Linked DNA regions of Mus musculus: region 2 is linked to region 1. A link is a contact called in public Micro-C data. All regions are on one chromosome and are shown on one strand. Each heading gives the region's core, a stretch centred on a gene start, on an enhancer-like site or on the middle of the called end of the contact. The rest is flanking DNA. Distances are from core to core; before and after follow the strand shown. Region 1 has its middle 16 kb from the start of A930018P22Rik. Region 2 overlaps D430041D05Rik (RIKEN cDNA D430041D05 gene).

Region 1 (7,448 bases), core at 3,802-6,301:
GATTTGGTTTCAAGGTGAATGTCCAGTTAGCAAAGAATGAAAGTAACTATACCAGACTCATTGACTGATACTACCTGTATGGGTCTGCCCGGGCTGCTGCTGCAGAACATTGCAGAGCCAGACGTGGTGGTGCACACCCAGAATCCCAGCAGCATGAGAAGCTGAAGCAGAAGGATTACATTTTCCAGGTCAGCCTGGGTTATGGAGTTAGTTCAAGACTGGACTGGACAACTTAATAAGAGCCCACTGCAAAAAGGGAAAAGAAGCCAGGTGTGTTAGCACACACCAGTAATCTTAGCACACTGGAGAGGTGTGTTAGCACACACCAGTAATCCTAGCACCCTGGAGAGGCAGAGGCATGGGGGTTGCTATCATTTTAAGGTCAGTCTGGTACACACTGAGAGTTCTAGGTCAGCTAGGGCTATATAGTGATTCTGTCCCTCCAAACCCCAAACAAGTGAAAAGAGTCATATCTCATTCATATTTACCACCCCTACCTACCAGTAAGATGTGTTCAGACCCTTGCTTATATACACACCAGGCAGCATACATCTGTGATGAGCCCGGGCCACCTCAAAGCCTTGCATCTCAGTTAATTTATTGATAAGTTGTTCCAAACTATTCTTTTTGTTCCCTTTAGCCCATATCTACCAACAAAGATGGAGAATGTTTTCATGAATAAATAACACACTACCAGGTCTGGGTTCCAAAGCAAGGATGGGCAGGGATCCTCTCAATTGCAGGACTCTACTGTAAACCACATGGAGTATTACGGTTTGGGTATGAAACATCCTCTCAGGATGCCCATTCACAGACGTCTTGAGTCCTCCATACCAGTAATGCTTAAAAGTAAGTTTGGGGGAAGTGACAGGGTCATGAGGTCCCTGTCTTCATCAGTAAGTTAACCACTGATAGACTTAAAGTCTGAATAGACTATTTAAGAAGGGTGCAGACCTGTGCAAGGCGAGGACTGGTTGGAGGAGGTAGGGACTGGGGGTGTGTGCCTTTGAGGGATAGTTTTCTCTGACCCTTTTCTGCTCATCCTACTCATTCTGTCTACCACGAGGCAAGCTGTTCAACCCTCCCTGAGGTTCATGGTGATAGAACCAGCTAACCATGGGCTGAAGCCCCTGGAACCCAGAGCCAAAAAAAAAAAAAAAAAAAAAAAAGAAATCTTTCCTCTTGTAAGGGATGATGTCAGAGATTCATCACAGAAGCAAAACCAAACCTTACACATTGCCCCTGAGCAGATAATGTAGGAAGCCCAGGCATGTTCTCAAGAGGATCTTATTTCCCACTGGCTCACCACGTGACATTGAGGCTGTGACCCATGCTGTTTGAACAAAGCAGACTGTGCCTGATGACTGTGCCCAACCTGTTGATATAGCAAAGCCAGCTGTTCCATGAGGTTGCTGGAGTGCCCTGGGGAGTTGAGTACACAGAAGAATTCTCCCAGAGTGATGGGAGGCATCACCACAAGCAGAATGTAGGGCCCTGGAGAGAGCTGCATCGGATCCCTCTCTCCCCACACTGATGAGTGGTAGAAGGCTTTCCTTCCTCAGCACCGTTACCTCTCCCCAGGGTCCTTAGCTTCCTCTCTGCTTGGCTGGCTTATGGGTCACCTGGGTTCTTGGACAAAAGACATATCCACAGAGGATAGGTCAGTAGCGCTGAGTACAGGAGTCTTTGCTAGGTGACCCATGGGTGACATACCAGCTCTGGCAAAATAAAGAGATCCACATTATCGGGAATATTCTTGGAAGAACTTTGTGAGTTACAGTGACCACCATGCTCGCAAAATGCCAGGCTGTAAGCTTCGCATTCTGTCTCCCCCTCCACAGTGTCCTCTTCTGGAGAAAGCTTCTCAATGAAGTGAAGACTCAGAGACAGGACATACGTTGCCCAAAGTCACACAGCTACAATGCAGTAAAGGCGGAATTCAAACCTCCATCTGGAAGGTCCCAGATCTTGATGTGGGTGCAATGGTTCAGGTCTGGAATGTTCTCCACAGACAGCGTGTTAACAGCAGAGGAGACTTTAAGAGGTGGGTTAGTGGTTTTAGATCATTAGGGACATTTCAGAAAAGGGATCTTTCCTGTTTGTTTCACTTCTAGCCATGAGCTGAATAGCTTGGTTCCACCACAGGGGCCCTGCCATGTTGCTCTGCCTCACCACACGCCAAGGCAATAGGATCAATTGATGCATAACACTGAACCTCTGAAGCCAAAATTCAAAATAAACTTTTCCTCCTTTTAAGTCGATTACATTAGGTATTTTGGTACAGTAACAGAAAACTGAATTGCACAGTAGGGATCCACTTCATGTATGACCATTGGCCACAAAATAGATTCAGAGCCAGAGTGAAATAGTTTTTAGGCCCCAAACTGAAAAGATTTCCGTGGCTTATCACCTCATGTGTGATTTTTAAATCAAAATAATACTAAGCTCTAAAAATAAGTAGGAAGAATATCAGTAATGGTGTCTCCTTCCCTCGCCACCCCGAGTACTGACATTGACTTCTGTCCAGATACTGAGTTATATGAAAGGCCTCGCCATCCTTCCCAACCTCTCCACTCCACTTCATGTCCTCTCGTTCTATTTATTTATTATTTGTTTATATTTATGTGTATGTGTGTGTCTCTCTGTGTGTGCCACATACCTGTAGGTAGCTACCAAGGCCAGAAGAGGGTGTTGGATCCTCTGGAGCCAGAGTTACAGGCAGTCATGAACCACCTTCTGTGGGTGCTGGGAACTTTCACTGTGTCCTCTGCCAGGGCAGCAAGCACTGTTAACTGAAGTACTCCCTGTCTAGCCCAACTCCCTCTCATTTGACACACCAGGCTTTCCGAAGCTCCCTCTCCACTTAAGCAATTTCATATCTACAAGGGTCCTATACTTGTGGTGTCTTTGGAATAGAAAGCTGAGTAATATTCCACCCAGACCCCTTCCAACTTAGAGCCAACTCTATGTCTTCCTTTGCCTTTTAAGGTTTATTTTTAATTTTATGAGTGTTTACCTGAGAACCACGAGCGTGACTGGCATCCCCAGAGGTCAGCAGAGGGCATTGGCTTGCTGGGATTGGAGTTACAGACAGCTGTGAGGAACCAAAACCAGGGTCTCTGGAAGAGCAACCAGAGTTTTAGCCCCTGAATCAATCTCTCTCTCTCTCTCTCTCTCTCCCTCTCTCTCCTTTCTTTTTCTCCTTCCTTCCTTCCTTCCTTCCTTCCTTCCTTCCTTCCTTCCTCCCTCCCTCCCTCCCTCCCTCCCTCCCCCCCCTCCCTCCCTCCCTCCCTCCCTCCCTCCCTCCCTCCCTCCTTCCTTCTTTTCTTCCTTTTCTTCCTTCAAGACAGGGTTACATTGTGTAGCCCTGGCTGTCCTGGCTGTTACTTTGTAGACCAGGCTGGCCTGGAACTCACAGACTTCTGCCTACTTCTGCCTACTTTTGCCTACTTCTGCTGGGATTAAAGGCATGTGCCACCACTGCTTGGCTGGATTCTATCATTTTCAAAACAGCAAGCAACATCAGTTCATGCAATAGCCATGCCTAATACTCTGAGGATTTTATAAATGCTTGTTAAAATATTTTCCTTTGGAGACTGGAGAAATATGCAGAGAAGAAAAGCTGTAAGCACAAATCTCTGCTGACACTTCGGAAGGAAAATTACCATTGAGAGGATATGCTTTATTTCATATGTAAATTTTCCAAGAAGAAAACAAACACAATTTCCAGAAAGCTAAACAGACTAATGTGATAAAGAATGGTCTCACCACCAAGATCTAGCGGCTCACCTGCTTAGATGTGCTGCACAGAGTATATATTTCAGAGGCTGATTAAAAACCCAAACCCACATGACACCGTTACTCTTCTCTTGCTGTGAAGAGACACCATGACCAGGGCAACTTGTATAAGGAAGCATTCAATTGGGGGCTTGCTTACAGTTCAGAGGGTTAGTCCACGACCATCATGGAAGGGAGAATGGAGGCAGGTAGGCAGGCTGGCAGGCAGGCATGATGCTGGAGCAGTAACTAAGAGCTCACATCTGATTTGCAACTTGTAGATAGAAGAGGGAGACACTGGACCTGGATGGGTTTTTGAAACCTCAAAACACCTCCTCCAATAAGGCCACACCTCCTCCAACAAAGCCACACCTCCTCCAACAAGGCCACACCTCCTAATCCTTTCCAAACAGTTCCACTAGCTGAAGACCACGTGTTTAAATATATGAACCTATGGGGGCCATTCTCATTCCAACCACTACACCATACAATAATAGTTAATAAACGTTGATTGACACACCATTAATATGGATACTTTAAAGTAGTAACTGCGTGTTGTGGCTTCATTCATGAATTCTATGGTTCCTGAAGTCTTGATGTAGACTGTGTAGGACAGTAAGATGCTTATCTCTGTCCTCATTTTACTAAGTGGTGACTGCTCTGAAATTTGCTTTTGTATATTCTTGGCAGTTTGGCAATTTGTTCTCTCTCCATGGAGAGGGGGTGCCCTTCTGCTGTCTTCCCCTCATTGGCTAAAGGTAACTTAGAGGGAGAAGTGTGTAATACCATCAGATGACACTACAGTGCTAAAAGTCCAGTTCCAAATGTAAGTGTCTGCAGAAAGAAGTAGATTTTGATTTTGATTTGACTTTCTTTCATGGAGTAGAAAAGTGGCAAGCCCTTTTTATGATGGGCTTTGTGTCTCCAGGGCCAATCTTCCTGGACCATGAATTCTGTGACAGGCAGATGTTGTGACCCCCCCCTTCCCCATGGAACCCTTGTCACCTAGGCATCAGTGTCTGATGTGGTGCTCAGGAAATGTTTGCTCAACTGAGGGAGAACTAGCTGTCTGGCCACAGGAAAGATGCCTGCTGGAGAATTTTAGTTTAAGTAAAAATATTAATAATCAGTGTGTGTGTGTGTGTGTGTGTGTATGAACACAGCCAGACATAAACAGCCCTCATGGAAAGTCAGCCCTGTAACCCTCCTCTTGGGTTAACCTTGGGTTAACCTCTGCTCAGTTGTCGCCCTTGGTTTCTGCTGTTAGCTACTGGTTCTGCTTCACTAAAACCCATTCTAAAAGAGTCACCAAGAAGATCAATTTGGAATCTACCAGTGTGAGAGACAAAACCTTAAAGAGACAGAAACGTTAGTTCCTGCCGCAGACCTTCTGTGTCCCTGTGTCTGCGTGGAACGGGGTCTCTCGACGCGGGTGGGCAAAGCGTGGATGAATGACAGACAGACACACACGCAGGAGAGTTTGTGTGGAATCTGAATGTAATTTTTCAAATCGAACATCAGACTTTTTATGCAGAAGACAACAAGGTAGTTGGGTGACATACCCACAAGGTACAAATGAGGTAACCGGATGCTTAATGACTCTTACACAGAACAGAGGAAATGAAAACGCAAAGACTGGCAGGAACTGGGCAATAAAATAACTGAGACAGAGTCAGCCCTATCTAAGGTCAGCTATAGTCTTAGAAGCCAGGTGTGAGAACTTTTCACTCCTAGGGCAAGGGCTTTCACACCCAAGTCATGGTTCTAACTAGGGAGTTCCGTTCTAGCTAACCATCTCATGAATAATGCAATACTCTAAAACCACAGCTGGATCTACTTCCTAAACCATTGTAAATTCCTGTATATAGGTGTAACTCAGCTATAATTCTAAATATCTATTCTGGTTTCTCCTACGGTCAGAAACTTCTTTCTTCCTTAGTGATGGTAAATTCCTGTGAAGGGCAGTGACCTAACTTTTACTCAAAGAGATAGTGTAATACCAGGGGCAATACTGAATTCCAAGCCCAAGGTCTTGCTAAGGACGAACTAGGACTGTTGGAACACTGGCGGACGGCTTTAGCTATGTCAGAATTCAATCTTAAAAGGCACTTATGATAGGAAAATAAATGAAAGAGAGCACGTGGATCCATACACTAGACTAACGCGGGAATGGAACGCGGGAATGAAAAATTACTGTATGGGTAGGGAGCGCTAGACTCCAGGAGGAGAGCTTCCTTGAAACTCTTTTGCCTCATGAGTGACTTTTAAGCCTCTCGGCTTGTCCAGTTGACTCGACCAGAGAGCGTAGCAAGTTCCCAAGTCCCCTAGATGTCAACATATAAGACAACGTGGGCACCCTGGCAGAGTTCAGACTCAAGACAAGTCTTGAAACTATCTAAGCCCTTCCTCTGGAAGCCACAAACTTGATTTACACAATGGACATCCCCCCAAGAGCTTAAAACCAGCCCCCCACTTCCTCTTCTTGAATCCCTGCAAGTTGTGGCAGGGTCTAAGAAATATAGTTCAGCATCCAGTTGCTGGAAGACCCTGGGTTTCAGAGTCAGCTGTTTCTAAAAGTCCTGTTAGCAAAGCATCTGGGTATTACCATCACAGGTAGGCATCACACAGCCTCAAGGGAAATAGCTTCTACAGACCCTATGTGTCTTCTGAAGGCTCAGCCCCAGGGCTGAAGCACTAGGTTATGCACTAGGTTATGAAGAGAAGAAGGGGTGTAAGGAAGCTCTTCCTATATGTTCATCAAAGACCCTTCAGAGTCCAGAGGCTTGGAGGACAGGGTGGCAATAAAACTGTCACCCTAACCAAACTTTATTTCCATTCCAGTGAGTCACATGGTCTCACTGCCACAAAATTTGGCTATATGCCTGTGTATATGTTAACATATGTTGACAGAACAAAATGCCCAGCAGTGCAAACCAGTTTCGACCACAACCTCTCCTTCATATAGTCATGGGGCGACGCAGAGCCTTGCTTCCTACTCTCTTGGTCTCTTTGGGATGCTGTAACCCCAAACCATAAGCTGGGTGGCTGATAGATGGCAGGAATTTAGTTCTTGTAGCTGATCTGAGAAGTCTAAGATCAGAGAACCTACAGGTTGGGCATCTGCCTAAGGCTTGCTTCCTGACTGATGGTGAAAGGGCTGAGGGAGTTCCCTGGGGCCTCTCTATCTAGGAGGACCTCTGGACATAGTTACGTCCAATGGTTCAACCTCCAAATCCCCCTGCATCGGGGATCAGGTGCTAAGATGAACATGAGACATGGGAACATGAACACTTTTGGTGTCTAGCGTCTACTAACATCAGTGAACATTTTGCAGATAGTTGCAGGAGGAGGTACGGCATTGTGGGTGAGCACTGAAATTTTATAGTTGGTTCTACTTCTAAATCCGCTGACATACATGATGGGCTAGACTCATGTTCTTGTTGCCATCCCTCCCCCACTGTGATGGACTGTCTCTCTCTGGAACTGTGAGCCAGAATAAACCCTTTCTCCTCGAAGGTCGTTTGGGTTGCACATATTTTTTATGACAGCAACAGAAATGAAGCCAATACACTGCATTTTGGAATAAGTTTGTTGTCCTTGCTCTACCAGGAGAATTTGGGCGTACATTTGCCTTCTCCAGCTCAGAGACTGTCTCCCAATGCTTCCGAGCA
Region 2 (7,206 bases), core at 2,676-5,175, 190 kb after region 1:
TAGAAGAAGAAAATGGCTAATCAGTTTTTAATGAATATTTGTGCATCAGTATAAAGGCTTCCTGGTTGCTTCATATTGGTGTATTGGATTTATGGTCTATCCATCCCATGATGTTTATCAAGCTCCTATTATGTGTGGGGTCAAAGAGCCAGCTGCTGAGGAGTCAATACAGAAGCAGGCCAAGCACCTGCCCATTAGGCATCTATAGGAAATGAGTCTCTGAGAGGTTGGAAAACTCTGTAGGAAATGCGATACCTGGGTCATTCATGAGGGATAGAAGCAAACAGTAGGACTTCCTGACAAGGCTTTGCTGTCAGAGAACTCTTTCCATGTGAAGTGACAGAAGAAAGGAGACAGTCGAGAGCTGAAGGGGAGGAAGAGAAAGCTGTCTCAGACAAGACCACGTGGGACAAAGGACCACAGCTCAGAAGCACATAGAGTGCAGTAGGGCTGGTTGTTTGAGATTTGCAAGAAGATCAATGGAGCTCCATCAAAGACTTGGAAGCAGAGCAAATTCTGGATTAAGAAGGCTGGGCTGAACCTTAACAGCATCATGGAAGTCCCACGCAGCAGAATTGAGCTGGCCAAAATAGGGAGAATTATGAGGACCCAAAAGAGACTCAAAAGCCTTGGTGAGAAGTCCAGGCTTTGTCATAAAGCTGTCAGAAGTCATCAGAAAAGTTGAGGCAGGAAATGATCTACTCAGATGTGTATCTGGAAAAAGCAGTGTAGAAAAACAACACAGGATGGGGATGTTAACACATGTCAAGAGGTGAATAGCACTCAGAGAAACAGTGCAGATTCACAAAGGACATTGGGGGGTGGGGAGGAAGAAGGAGGAGAGAAAGTCACACACAGGGACAAACCGAGAAAGAGAGCACTCAGCAGTTATTCATGCTAAGACATATCACCAACACGGATGTAAAGGGAGACAGAATCTAGCTCACTTTTTGTATATTTGTGTGATATCTGGCACACAGTAGACAATCAATAAATGCTTGTTGGTTGAATGAATGAATGAGTAAATGAATGGATGGATGAATGAATGAATGCCCAAAGGCACAGATGGAAAAACGAATGATAAAATGGCAGAGGACATAGAACAAATGTAAGAGAGAGAGAGAGAGAGAGAGAGAGAGTGTGTGTGTGTGTGTGTGTGTGTGTGTGTGTGTGTGTGAGAGAGAGAGAAAGAGAGAGAGAGAGAGAGAGAGAGCTTCCAGGTGAGAGGCTGGGATGCAGTGTGGTAGGCTGTCCATTCACCACACATCTGGAACTACTCTTACCGCCTCGTCTTTATCTCCAGAATAAACTCATACCCTCCAGCTGTGAGCCAAAGTAATGAAAAGATTATGGTCTGTGGAGTCTGGATGGCCCTCTTTTAAATCACTGACCCAGCACTTGCAGCTGGATGAATGAGTTCCTGGGCAACTTTCTCGTTTGGAAAAAGAAGATGTCTGCTCAAAAAAAAAAAAAAAAACAAAAAAAAAACAAACGATCGCAGGGATCAAACATGAGGGTGTGCCAACCAAGTGTCTGGCACAGGGTGGGGACTAAATTAATATTTCTCCATCCTTTCAATTGATTCATCCCCTTCCCACATGGCACTAGCATAGAACTCCAGAAATATAGCCCACAGAGAGAAAATGGTTCTAACACTTTCTCTGGAGCAAACTGGAGACTTTTCAACAGTTCCAACTTATCACAATAGGCAAGGATTGGGGAGGTGGCTCAGTTAAGAGAGCTTCCCTGACATGCTCAAGGCCTTGGGTTCAATTCCCAGCACCAAAAAAACTAAGCCTAGTGGTTTATGACTATCATCCTATCACTCAGGAGGTAGAGGTAGGAAGACCAGAGGTCCAAGGTCCTCTACTATACACTGCCCTGTTTCAAAATTATTGTTATTATTATTATTATTATCATTATTATTAACAATAACAACAATAATAGGTAGAGTTGGCATGATCCCATCAGCAGCTACTGAGGTACTAAACAAGAAGAATAAAGTAATTGTTTAAAGAGAAAAGGCATTGTTTGGATCAGATGCCGTAGACAGTAATATAAGCTAACATGAGACAGTCTTCTTTGTCATACTTACCCAAGCAGAAAAAAAGTCAGGTTCTCTATGATCTACGATTATCAGTCAGAAAAATAATCCTGGATTTGAGCTCAGTCAATCCTCTGTGGTAGCCTTTAGCTTAGCCTGATCACAGATGCTTGCCTGTCACCTTCTCATCCTGGGCAACACAGCTGCGGGCTTGGCTGCTCCTTCTCAGTGGGGTTGGTCTTTAGTATTTTTATTACCTATGATTCTGGGTGTGGTTTGGTGGTAACCAACACTAATATATATGACCACACCATCCACTTCTTTTGCTACGAATTACTCACACTGGCTAGAACAAAACGGACAGAGTTTAACTCTAAAGGGGAGAATGGCTAAGAGGGAACCATGAGTCAACAGCGAAGCTGAGTGTGGTTCCGGGGACTGGGTGTGAAAAGGAAGGCAGTGGCATTTCATGACGCTCACATGCCAAGCGATTTTTATATATGGTACCTCACATAGTTCTTAGAATAGCCCAAAGAGGGAGGTACTGCATTTAGATCAATGTAAGGCATCATTAAAAAGAAAAAGATGTGTTAATTAAACCATGATGAACATTTGGATTTCAGAGATGTTAAAAATGTTTAAAGAAAGTGGGTCTGAGAACCAAGCAAATGTAGCACTAACTTTCATTATATGTGTAAGAAAACTGCAAGACAAAGAAGGCCCTTGCTGGAGGTCAGTGAAATGCAGGTCTGGGTATGGCGTTTAATCTTCAGTGTCAACTTGGCTGTATGTGGAATCATCTGGGAGACGCACATCTAGGCTCATAAAGCTATGTCCAGAGAGGTTTAGCTGAGGAAGAGCAGCCTTTAGATCCACATTGTCAGCACCATACCATAGACTGGGGTCTCAGATGGGTATCAGTGAGCAGGGTTCCTGACTTCGGATGCAGTGTGTTCAGCCATCTCACATTCCAGTGACACCTAATGCTGGCTCTATCACCATGCCTTCCTTCCACTCAAACCATGAGCCAAAAGAGACTGCCCCTTCCTTGAGTTGCATTTGCCAAGTGTTTTGTTAAAGTAAATGAGAAACTCCACAAGTACCTAACCAGTACCTTTGTACCTCACCAGTCTAATACTCAGAGAGCTCAGGCCTCTAACCACTGAGGGCACTGTCTCTTCCCACTGCTGGCTCCTGGCGAATAAAGTAAAAATATACACGGGGTGATGATAAAGACAGACATAAGTTGATCATAATAATTCTCATTATTTGAGAAAAACAACAACTATTTTCTCAGGAAATTGAAAGCTCACCCTAGTACAAAACTGATGTTGCATAGGGATATATACAGACGCTTTTACTGAGACGCCCAAGGAGCAATTAGGAGGCTAATGTATAAATATACAGTAGTGAAGACCACTTTCCATGACAAAGATCCTATCGTCAAGAAAGCCACCTTACAAGTCCATTCCATGGCAGAAACCAAACGTTCAAAGAAGTCGATAATGTTACTGTAATCACCTTTCCTAAATATTACTGATAGCTATCCAGTTTTTTACTGGAAACAGAGCTATTAGATTGTACATAATACCCTGCTGATTGGTAAGCTGCCTGCACAGTCTTCTGATTTTTAAGTAGGAATTGGTAGCAGGCTAAATGATCCAGACATTCAGTGGAATTAAACGTACACCATCCTGTCTTCAGAAAAGTCTCCATGGTTTTGGCCCTAGCTTGGGAGAGGCTCAGCCATCATGAACCAGTAAGGCAGAATCTGATTTTCTTCAGCGTTTTAGACTGACGAGACAGACAGCTCAGCCTAAGGCTTATAGCCAGCTGGAAGACTCTCTAGCTGGGTGACCCTAGACAAGCTGAATTCTCTACATGCCTCAGTAGTAACATGTCTGTAAAGTTTAATGGTATCTACCTCCCAGGGCTCTTATGAATTACAGAGAGAGTTCGCATAAAAGACTTAGCACATCTGGCATGTGGTGTATACTCTATAAATGTTGGTGGATTTTACTGTTTGGGTAGATTATTCTTACCCTATAATTCATTTAACAATAGTGACACTCAGGCCCTTTGGGAGCAGAGGCTGCACAGGTGTAAGCCAGTCTCCTGTTCAGGTATGAGAGAGAACTAAATGTCTGGGGAATCTCCAGGTTCAGAGAGTACCTACAAACTCAGTGCTCCGATGCCTGTGTGCCGCAGCGGGCAGGCTGGTGTGGAAGGAGGGTCAAACTTTAGAGTCGAGTCATTTAATTGCTCAAATCCTAGCTTATCGATCACCTGCCTCAGTGCTTCGAACATCTGGGTGAAGCTCTTTGTAGTCGTTTATAAGTGGAGATGTGATGTTGCTGTCATTGCGCATGTGTGGAAGGAGCTGGGCATACCATAGATCCTAGTCACACAGCAGACATTGTTGAATGGCTGGCCTAACACCCTTTGAATACTGACTTCCCTTTTATTGAAAAGGTGACCTATACTTTTCCATGGAGGGGGGGAAGCATTTCTTTGGGAAACATGAAGTAGAATGATTATTCTCTAGAAATGGAGAATTACGTATATAGATGGATCCTCCACATCAGCTTAATGTTATTCTGCTTATATTTAAGTATGAAATTTCACTGCAGAAAAGTTTTAAAAATAGAAATAAATAAGTGAAAAAATTACTATCCAATAACCCCTCTTTGCCAAGACAACTATATGTGACATCTTGGTGTCTGTCCCTCCCAGAGTATTTTTCTCTGCATGCAAATATGCATTTTTAACCATGTCACACAGCAAAAACAAGGAACCCCATTTTCCTCACACCCTCACCAGTCCTTGCAAAGCACTAAATGTCAACGCTTAAAGGGGATTTTTGCTTGTGTTCTTCAGCAGAAGCACAAGAGGTAAGAACGATCCTTTTAATTAGCTATCCTTTCCCAAAGCTGACGCCCCTTCTGTATGCATAAATCTTCCTGTAACCAGCATTATGTCACGAGTGCCATATTTACACACATATTCACATTCATAGACATGCTCACGTCTATCAAACCAGTGGACATACAGAGAATCAAGCAAGCAGTGGATGTGTTAGCACACGGATGTTTTTAACCAGCAGATGGCTCTGATATACCAGGAACCCACTAACACTCACCCCCATCTACAGGAACACACCCATATAAGATCTGTCCAACAGAACCTTTTCCTACCCACAATCCATCATCAGGACACCAGGCTTGGGCTGCCCTGCTGTGTAACAACCAATCTCCTCAAAATCAGGTGCACACCACGTGCTCACCTGTTTCCCCTCCCCCCTCACCTTAGCCTCAGGCTCCCAATCCCTCCCACCAAAGGTCACCAATGAAAAGCCAGTTTTCTACTTCTACTCCTGTAGAGTGGAGGGCCTTCTCCAAAGAACCAAGGACTGCCTGGTCCTTGCCGTTAGGGTAATGTGTAAGCCCCACCCAAGGCAGCCATGATTCCTGAGTCAAATGTTTTAACCACTTTCTTTGAAAGGAACTGCTCTGGTGAGTAGAGGGCATGGTGAGGAGCCTGACCAGGGTGGGGATGTGCTTTGGGCTGCTGAGGGAGAGACAAAATAAAGATACAAGGAGCAGGTAGGATGGAGATGTTTCTACAACCCAGAGTAGGGAAAGGTTTGATGGATTATGTGAAATGGGGACACCATGAATCACAATCAGTTTCTCATATCCTCCAGGACACTGCTGCTTCAGGTCCCCAACTCCTTCCACAATTGTGACAAATGAGAAGTACTATGTCATGCTACTAATAGGACATTGTTGTTCTAAGCAAACTCTCCAATCATCATACACAGGCCTTGTGTGAGACAGCACACAAAGAAGTAGCCAAAGGCAACGTGACATTAGGAGGCAGATCTGTCCAGTAAGAACATCTAATGTGTAATCATTCCCAGAGTAGTTGCCACAAAGCACACTTCAGAAGAACCTGCCACGCTCTCTCAAAACAAACTCATGATAAAGGGGGGGCAGCGTCGTGTGTGTGTGTGTGTGTGTGTGTGTGTGTGTGTGTGTGAGAAAGAGAGAGAGAGAGAGGGAGGGAGAGAGAGAGAGGGAGGGAGGGAGAGAGAGGGTGAATAAACCCAAATGCATATGAATGTTATGAATGTGACACTGTCACAGCACCGCCCCCCCCCCAGGGGCAGGAGCACAGTGTCTGGACTGGCCAGTGAAGCCTGACACTCTTCATCATGATTATCAATTTCAGTTGCTGGAATGTTGAGACACCCCCTGCACTAACATCCAAATGCCCACATTTATGCATTTTTTAAAAAGCCCATTTTGTAACAGCTGGCAACTGCAATCAAAACTGGGAGATCCAGAATTATTAAAAAGAAAATGTTAGAATCCTTATAGTGCCTTCCTACCGTGCCAGCTGTCACTTTCAGGCCCACTGTTTCCCCAGGTCTCGGTCTTAGACTCTCAATATTAACACTTAACTCTATAATTTTGAAGACATAACTCAGTGGGGAGAGTGCCTGTTTCACATGCATGAGGCCCTGGGTTTGAGCCTTAACATCACAGAAGAAAAAAAAAAAAGACTTATAAAGAGAGAAGAAGAGGGGACTAGGCTGGAGATACGTCTCAATTGGTTGAGTGCTTCCCTGGTGTACATGGGCTTGATTCAGCACAATTCTTCCAGGGGAGGGTCTAAAACACCAACCCAGCCTCAAGACCTTCCACCTACAATCTGTCCTGCCAACATGATGCACTGGGGTAAAGGTGGCACAGAAATTGTGTGAGTGGCTGACCAATGACTGGTCCTGACATGAACCCCAGGTCTCCACATGCGTGCATACAATGTGTGCCCATACATATGCAATCGTGCACAGCATACACAAATAGAAAAGGGGGACAAACGAGTGGCAAAATAGCCTCCTTACAGGAGCTCTACCGTGTTCAGTACATTCAATAAGCTAATTACACTCTCATTAATGTGCATGCATGGAATAGGCAGCTGAAGGTGCACACAGATCGTTATGATAGTCCCACAACCCCCACCTCCAGCAAAGCTCAGCTGCCCTTGGGGAAAGGTAAATTAGGCCATCAATATGAGCTTTGTAAAACTGAAAAAGCCATTTTGTTCCCTGCTCAAATTATAAGTCACCTATTAAACTGAGTTTCGTTTCTCCTCTCTTC

The links. Hi-C and Micro-C count contacts between places; a contact is called where the count stands out from the background.
Region 2: a contact with region 1 is called in a Micro-C map of trophoblast stem cells, with 5 times the contacts expected there. The contact joins two enhancer-like sites. A contact is called at or near these places in 2 of 39 promoter capture datasets (hippocampal neurons and stem cell-derived epiblast-like cells), 2 of 15 datasets of contacts at CTCF or cohesin (CD8 T cells and the NIH/3T3 cell line), 15 of 484 Hi-C or Micro-C datasets (the G1E-ER4 cell line, Th1 cells, bone marrow-derived dendritic cells and 10 more), 4 of 115 datasets of contacts at active chromatin or transcription factors (embryonic stem cells, kidney and oligodendrocyte precursor cells) and 1 of 9 other capture datasets (embryonic stem cells).

Annotation. Positions count from the first base shown.
Region 1 is chr2:104,134,765-104,142,212 of GRCm38.p6, forward strand. No RefSeq gene overlaps it. Among named protein-coding and RNA genes, the nearest start is that of A930018P22Rik, 16 kb to the left of the region's middle. Within about 2 kb of position 5,052, at least 2 of the 459 cell types and tissues checked have an H3K27ac peak or open chromatin away from gene starts, as enhancers often do. A contact at or near this core is called in trophoblast stem cells, where this site is marked.
Region 2 is chr2:104,328,981-104,336,186 of GRCm38.p6, forward strand. The region is part of intron 1 of D430041D05Rik (RIKEN cDNA D430041D05 gene); the gene reads right to left. Among named protein-coding and RNA genes, the nearest start is that of D430041D05Rik, 78 kb to the right of the region's middle. Within about 2 kb of position 3,926, at least 4 of the 459 cell types and tissues checked have an H3K27ac peak or open chromatin away from gene starts, as enhancers often do. A contact at or near this core is called in trophoblast stem cells, where this site is marked.